Linked DNA regions of Macaca mulatta: region 2 is linked to region 1. The links are chromatin contacts, called in public Hi-C maps. All regions are on one chromosome and are shown on one strand. The core of a region is the stretch at or near the end of the contact, and the rest is flanking DNA. Distances in the headings are between cores, read along the strand shown. Region 1 holds the start of TMEM131 (transmembrane protein 131). Region 2 holds the start of VWA3B (von Willebrand factor A domain containing 3B).

Evidence for each region. Hi-C and Micro-C count contacts between places; a contact is called where the count stands out from the background.
Region 2: a Hi-C map of fetal cortex germinal zone shows a contact between it and region 1, with 2.5 times the contacts expected there. The contact joins the promoter of VWA3B here to the promoter of TMEM131 in region 1. A contact is called at or near these places in 3 of 14 Hi-C or Micro-C datasets (blood, fetal cortex germinal zone and liver).

What each region holds. Positions count from the first base shown.
Region 1 is chr13:6,062,814-6,066,875 of T2T-MMU8v2.0, reverse strand. TMEM131 (transmembrane protein 131) reads left to right here and starts at 1,876. Exons shown (of 41, transcript XM_028832201.2): 1 at 1,876-2,348. The coding sequence starts at 2,162.
Region 2 is chr13:6,184,691-6,188,752 of T2T-MMU8v2.0, reverse strand. VWA3B (von Willebrand factor A domain containing 3B) reads right to left here and starts at 1,666. Exons shown (of 29, transcript XR_013402590.1): 1 at 1,439-1,666. LOC144333672 reads left to right here. Exons shown (of 3, transcript XM_077958831.1): 1 at 1-1,531. The coding sequence starts at 1,069.

The sequences.
Region 1 (4,062 bases), core at 627-3,126:
CACCCCCCCCCCTTGGCCTCCCAAAGTGCTGGGATTACAGGCGTGAGTCACTGCGCCCTGCCCTAAACTTGCTTTTTAAAATCATTAGGGTAAGGTCATATTTAAATATACATTAATTTATGAATAAATTTAAGTGCTTGCTTGACACCGGACTATTTTATAGAGTAGATTCTGGAGTTTCTTTTGTCTTTCTGAAACCTTATTTTCCTATCTAACTTGTTCTGAGACGAACTGTGGGCAGACTTGGCCTTATACATGTATCAACTCACTCAATAAAGCTGAGGAAAGTAAAATGTCTCTGGGCTAAGAGCTGGGAAGTTACCAAGATGAGTAAAGAAGGACCCCCTCCAAGAGCTTAAATTAAGTCTTGGAGAGAATAGCCGTGCACACCAAGAAGCTCAACCTAAGATGAAAAGGGCATCTAAGACGTGCGAGATGGCTCGTGAAGGAAATAGACGTCTTAAGAATTTTTCCGGGCCCAGCACAATGGCTCATGCCTGTGATCCCAGCACTCTGGAAGGCGGACTGCCTGAGCCCAGGAGTTCCAGACCGGCCCGGCCAACATAGTGAGACACCATCTCTTAAAAGAAAAGAAAAATTGGCGTGGCGTGGTGGCGGGCGCCTGTAGTCCCAGCTACCCCGAAGACTAAGGCCTGAGAATCACCTAAGCCCGGGAGGCCGGGGTTGCAGTGAGCCCAGACCGCACCACTGCACTCCAGCCTGGGCGGCAGAACCAGACCTTGTCTCAAAAATAAATACATAATTAAAAAATAAAAAAAGGCCGGGCGCGGTGGCTCAAGCCTGTAATCCCAGCACTTTGGGAGGCCGAGGCGGGTGGATCACGAGGTCAGGAGATCGAGACTATCCTGGCTAACATGGTGAAACCCCGTCTCTACTAAAAATACAAAAAACTAGCCGGGCGTGGTGGCGGGCGCCTGTAGTCTCAGCTACTTGGGAGGCTGAGGCGGGAGAATGGCGTGAACCCGGGAGGCGGAGCTTGCAGTGAGCCGAGATCACGCCACTGCACTCCAGCCTGGGAGACACAGCGAGACTCCGTCTCAAAAAAAAAAAAAATAAAATAAAAATAAAAAAAGAACTTTTCCTAGAGGAAGCCGGCTACTGGATATTCTAAAGAGCAGTCTGTCCGCCTCTGCCTTCTCCGTCCAGAGTCACTGACGCTTTCTGCACACAAGGTGTTCCGCGCCAAAGCGTGCACAAGCCAAGGCAAGAGGACTCCATCAAGCGCCTCCTGGGTACCATGACTCGGAAGACCCAAGGATGAGTTCAGCGGGTCACCATCCTCAAGGAAGCACCACCAGGAACTGAGTCAGGCCCGGGGTATTCTCGATGTCAAAGCGGCCGAGAGGCGGGAGTGCCACCAGGAGGAGTCACTGGAACGGACTTTCCGCGCTCGTCTCGCGGTCCGGATGCGCACTCAGACCCCTGCAAGGCTCCAGCACTGCAGCGCAGAGCACGGAGGATCGTCCCGGAGCCGGAGAAGAAGCCAAAACTCCCAGCGCCCCGCAACTCCGCCCCTGCCCCGCCCACGCAACGCGGCGGCTGCGCGGCAAGGCCGCCCCGTCTCCACGTGATCGCCGTCACCGCCTCCGCGAAGCGGAAGCGGCCATCATAAGTCCTGGCAGCTGAACCCAGGCCTGCCTCCCTCCTTCTCCTGCACCGGGCAGCGGTGACGGCCTGGGGTTGTTCTGTCCTGGTTCTGTCTGGCCGGGAAGCCGCCGGCCTCCGAGAGCGGGACGACGACGTGGGGCCCGGGAGCTCCGGGGCGGACAGGCTGACCGGCGGACCGCCCAGGTGTCGGCACGACGTGGGCGGTGCCCAGAGCCGCGCCCCGCCCCTCGCAGGCCAGCGCTCAGGGCCCGCGGCCCGTGCCCGTTTCCAGTATGGCCGCCCGCCGTGCCTGACCCGCGGCCTCTCAGCTCCGACTCCTTGTAGGCGATGCCCAGGCCAAGACCGTGACTGACACTCTCGCTCACACGCACGCACGGACCCAGGCCCACGCCCGGAGCCCGAGCCCTGGGCTCGGAACCGTTGTCGTCCCCGGCGCCGCGGCCAGAGCCCGGACCACGGCTTCCGCGCCGCCGCCGCCTCGCCGAGAAGGGCCGCGCCGGACCTCGAGCGCGGCGGCCCCCGGCCGGCAGGGATGGGGAAGCGGGCGGGAGGAGGAGCAGCCGGAGCCACCACCGCCGCCGTCTCCACGTCCGCCGGCGCCGGGCTGGAACCCGCAGCCGGCCGTAGCGGGGGCCCGCGCAGCGCGGCAGCCGGCCTCGTAGGAGCGCTGCACCTGGTGATGACCCTCGTAGTGGCCGCGGCGCGGGCCGAGAAGGAAGGTGGGTGTCCCCCGGCGGCGTCCCTGCGGCGGGGCTGTCACGCCGCTCTCGCGGAGGCCGGGCGGGCTGGGCCGGGAGGAAGGGCCGCGGCCGGGGCTCCGGCGCGAAGTTGGGCGGTCGGGTCCCGTCCCGAGCCGGGACCTCGCAGCGCCCGCCGCTTGGAGTGGCCCGAGCTCTCCGTGATTCCTTCCCCTGCCTTCCCCCCCGTCTCCTGTCACTGCCATTTCAAAACTTCCTGAGTTCTCGTACGTTCTTGCCACTTGGCCCGCTAGGTAGGAGGGGCATATTTTTTGGCTTTATTTTGGCTAATAGGTACATTTTAGGACACTTCTGTTTTCTTGGTTGCGGTTGGTTGCGTGCAAACAGAGCTTACTTTAAAATGCGGTAAAAATAGCGAGACGCAGCTTACAAAATTTCAGTTTGAGTTTGTTCAGACATTTCTTCGAGGGGAATCTTGATCCTGTAGCTTCCTCCTTTAATGTCTCTTTGCGGTATTGATGACTCTTTATTGTTAGACGTAAATACAATTCCATTTAAGTCTTTAGTAAGCTTTTGAAAGCCTGTTTGCGTTTCTTATTTTAAAACACGTAATTCGGTGCCTTTGTCTTTGATGTGAAAGCCTTTAAAAATAAATGTGAAGTTGCCAGTTTGCAAGCCCTTACAGTTAATTTACGGTTAAGGGCTGGCCCCTACTTAAAAAAACTCTCATTAGTATCGTGCTGCTGCAAAACGGGTACTTGGACAGGGTCAAAAATTATTTTGTAATCTTGAAGACCAAATCAGTGTAATTTCATCTACACTACCTCTTTTTGAGCCAAGGGACATGTGAATGGTCACAGAGCTTTCATGAAGAATTTACTAAGTGAATAGTTAAAAACAAAAAACAAAAACTAAGCAAAACTTGTTAGTTTAGCATTGCACATGAAACTGCTCGTACAAGAAAACAATTTCTTGCCACGGTAACTTTAGAGTTAACGTTCTACTTTCTGACTGAAGTCACTTGCTTTTTATTGTTATTGAAGGTAAAAGCAAATACAAACTGAATTAGTAAAGTGTAAATGTGCTTCAGGATACTGTTTCTTTTATTTTTGTCCACATTACATTCCCTTATTTAACTCTCTAAGCAACCTTAGTCTGGGTTAACATTGGTGGAAATTATTCAAAGAATTGCCGTCTATAGAAAGGATTAATTGATGGAAGCAGAATTATTTCCAGAATAAAATATTGCCGGTTTAGGACTAGTCAGGCCTGGGGTTGTCATAATACGTCATTGGCCACAGATCTGCAGTTCGTTGAGTGTTCTGTGTGATCGTGGCACCTAGCATTTTGGCATGTAGTGGGTGTTCAGTGAACCCAAAATAGTGCAGTAATTTAATGGACATTTTTTGGGTGGGACTTCAGGTAGACCTTGGTGGGCATTGTGTCCTTGCTTTTCTGTTCTTTTGTTTACCTTGCACGGTGCCAAACACTGGCGCTTAACATTTGAGTGGATGACTGTTTTCATGCGCCCTTAGCACAGGGAAATGAAATGATGATTGAATCTAGTAAAGCATTAAGTTTGTATTTCCCTTCTACTGCTGCTTATTTTTCCAACAGCCATTTTATATGCTAATAAAAACTTTACTCTGGGTAAAGTTAAGTAAACAGATTTTTTGTTGGAGAACTGTCAGCCTAAAATATATTCGCTAATTTCTCATTTGCATAGTTTATACAT
Region 2 (4,062 bases), core at 417-2,916, 120 kb before region 1:
GATCCCCTTTATATTATTTTCTGGATAAAACTCTGGTATTTATTTATTTACTATTATTCAGAGTTTCCTCAGCTAAGGTTATTATAAATTGGGGAACCGAGGAACCACCCAGAAGTCGGAAACAACATACCGGACTTAAGCATTGCCCTAAGTTTTAGAGGCCATCCCAAGAACCATACATAGAGTTTGGATAGGAAAGTATTTCCTTAGAAGAAGGAGGAAGTGTAAAAGGAAAAACAAGGAAGTGAAAGTCTGAACTGAAGGTGTGGGCAGGCAAAGCTTTGGGGAAAATAGAAAGGTTAAGCTGGCAGCAGTCCAAGGGCCCCAGCTCCCGGAAGCGGATGCTCTTGGGCTGCCCTGGGCGACAGTCTTGTGAAGTCGGCATGCCCTCAGAGAAAAGGTCCTACGTGCTCAGAGGTTCAGGGACGGTGCAGGGTTTAGAGTCCATTCATCCAGTTGAGACATTCAGTAAGCTTCTAGCTACTTTATTATCAACACCCCAAATTTCCTATACGCCTGTTAGTTTCTGAAAAAGAAGTCTGGGCTAGGTGGACATGTATCTTGTGATTTAGGTGAATTTGTGAACGATGAGTGTTCCAGGAAGAAAGGAAACTGGGACGAAGCCTCATGATGGATCCTGATGCAACTGTTCCCCAGAAACCCTGAAACCTCCCCCCATTTTTTCTGCCCTTAAGGGACAAGGCTTGGCCGTGATCATTGGTTCAAATAATGTGGACAGAGACAAGGATATTGAAACGGACTGTCCCACGGTTGAGAAAACAGTCAAGACAAAATCTGAGAATAATTGGAGTGCTTTAGGGGGAAGGTCATTGCTGAGAAGAAACAGAGAGTTTCCAAGAAAACGAAAGGAAAAGCTCTACCAAATGGAAACTAAATCTACTTCTTAAGTCTTATCCCTTGTAAGGAGGGTGAAAGAAAGTGATATGATTGTGAAACCGTGTAAGTGTGGAATGGGCGGGAGCCAGAGGCCTTTCCAGGACAGAAAGGTGTGGGGAGCTTTATTGCAAGCAGATTGCTTTGGCTTTTAGACTATACATATTTATCATCATGTACAGCAAATGTGTTTCTTCTGGTTCCTGTGTTCGCTTCAAAGCCCAGGTGGATTTCATCCCCTTGCATTGCTGGCCTAGGGCAGAGACAGAAACTAGGAAAGCCGCTTCCCCCGCAGAGCGGCTGGCCGTGGGCTCGGGTGAGAGTAGGAGGGGCCGGTACCTTGACCCTCGGCTTGCCCCGGATAGCGGACGATTAAGTGGGCCAGGCCAAGTCACCGAGCTTTCCTGGTACCGTTTCCGCATCTGTAAAGTGGGCGTGTGGTCCAGCTCGGAAACGGCATTTTTCCAAGACCTCCCCAGGCGGCTCGTGGGAAGGCTCGGCACCTGGGCGGCCCTGGCGCGGCAGGGATCGCTCCCACACTTACTAGGCAACACGTCGGGGGGAAGACGAGGCGGCTCCCGCTCAGCAGTCACCCTCCCATCCTCCCGGGCCCGCCTGACCCGAGCGGGCGGACGAGGTAAGCATCCCGTTGCTGAGGCAGCGATTCCTGCGAGCTACGGCTGCGCGCCGGCGCGAAGGACTTCGGCTGTTCTAGGTCTCCGTGACCTGCGCCTCGGCTTCCGAGCGCGGTCTGTTGACGACGGCGTCTCCTGGACACGGCCAATCACAGCGCGGCTCCCTGAGCCGGCCCCGCCTACAGAGCGCGCCCTCACTGGGGCGTGGGCTGGGCACGTGGGGTCAAGGGGGCGGGGCGCGGGCTGGGGCGTGGGGCCAAGGGGGCGGGGCGAGGGTTGGGGCGTGGGGCCAAGGGGGCGGGGCGCCCAGGCCGTCCGCGATCCAGGTGCGGAAAGCCGGGGGTGCGGAACCACCCGGGCCGGGCCGGGCCGACCTCCACCCCAGACTCCCAGGCAGAGGCCACGCTAGAGGGACAGGGCGGATGGCGTTGCCCCCTGCGCCTACTGTCAGTGGGAAAATTAACAACAGCGGAGAATATGAATGAATGAATGAACAAACAAATACACTGATGAGCTGGGGTGGAAAGCTAGGGTGCGAGCAGATGGGGGAGGAAGGCGCCAGACGCCAAGGAGAGGCGAGAAGACTGCGGGAAACGCTACAGACGAACTTCTGTTCATACTTTTCAGTGTGCAGAGAACTGACCCCTGCGTAGTTTTAATTTTCACCTCAGCACTGTGAGGCGATGCTCTCTTCCTTGCACAGTTCAGAGAAAGAAGCTTTAAAAGAGGTGGGGCAGTTCCTTGTAGACAGACAGGAGGGACAGGGAGCTGCGATTTTGAGATTGTGGAGGCAGGGGCTCGGTTGCCCAGAACATTCTTACCTGTTTGACATGAATATTCCTAGAGGCATTATTTTCTCCATTCAGCTTTGTTTTTAACCTTTGTTTCGGTGTTACCTTATCAACTAAGCAAAAGGCTCTAAATATATTCCTATTTTTCCAGTCACTAGGAAATAAAATTGTGCTTATGAAAAGTATCTTTAAAATCGTAATAAAAGACCCCACAGTAAGTATTGTTTTTAGGTTATTGGGATAGTAAACGATTTTGGATTTTAAAATTGAAGAACTGGCCAGATCATTTGCAGGTTTTTCAGTCAAAGATCTAGTAAAACATAGTTAATGTTAGAACTGAGTAATTCCGTCCCCAAGAGAAAAGTCTGCTTCATCCACAGGGATTTATTTCTCCTGCATTCTTTTAATGCCTCTATCATTTACAAAATACTGAAAGATTTGATTCCATATCACGAATCATTCCTGACAGTTATTAGATTATATATGTTTGGCCCTGCAAATGAAACCTGCCATCCACATCACCAAAAAACAAGCAAAAGGTTGATAGTACTAAAGACTGTTCAGAAGGGAGTGGAACCCCAGCCTCGCCCAAGTTTGCCAATGACCCATTAATCCTTGCTGTCCACACCCTGCCACACTAATATTCTTGGATCACGGGGGTGAGACAGAGCACACAGCAACACACAGCCAAATGCCCTGCCTCACATGGTCATGCCAGGCACTCCTGTTCCACCTTCACCCCATGCCTGCTCCTTTCCCTAGGACACTTGCCACATACATGCAAGTCATCAAGATGATCTGTCCCTGTCTTTCATGTTTATGTGCCTATAAGCATACATTCTGATGAAAATGTGAAACATTACTTACTTGAATTGTAGAATGATAAGTGAGTAGAAGTTTAAGGTCCTTTTGAAGCATTACATAGTTGATACGGACTTCAGTTTAGCTAGTTACAGAATGGTTTGCCTCATTTTTGTTTGTTGAGTTATTTGAAATAAGAAAACCTTTAGCACAGTGGTGATACACTGTTATACTGAACTTTTGACAAATTTGTTTTGAATTTACATTTTTACAGATAATTTGGATCTTTCCTTAAACCTCAGTAATTGACATTGATCAAATCACTGCCATCCTTGTTGTCAAACCTCTGAACTTTACCATTCAGGGCTCAGATGTACTTTTAGACTTTTTGCTCATTGTCTCCAACACAAACCCCCGTCCCAGAGAGAACCGCCTGGTCCCTGTCTCTGAGCACAGATGCCTTTACTCGGGCCACCCAGATTGCCACAGTCTGGGAACCACCGTCCCTTCAGGGTCAGCTCTAGCTCTTCTCTCTCTCCCCAAAGCCTTCCCATGGATGCTGCAGCCCTAATGACTTCTCTCTACCTGTACAGTCTCAAAGCATCGCTTGCCAGTACCACACTTTTGGCAACCATGTACTAGCCTTTGACAAGCCTTTCGTTAGTATTTGACCTTTGTGCTGTTTACTTTTCAGGTTAAATGGGTTTTCCTTTTCTTTATACAAGTCTGTCACTGCCACTGCTTGAGCTTATGGCCATGATCAGAATGTTTGGTGGGGGAGGGAGGGTGATAAAGAAAATGAAGGGATGAAAAGCAGTTTTCCTAAGCCCACTGCAAAAACTGGAACCAGAGGAAACGGAGAATGTTAACTCCTTGTATATATGTGTGAGAAAGAACCAGAGCTGGAATTCAAACAGAGGCACTCCCTCTGAAGAGGAAGG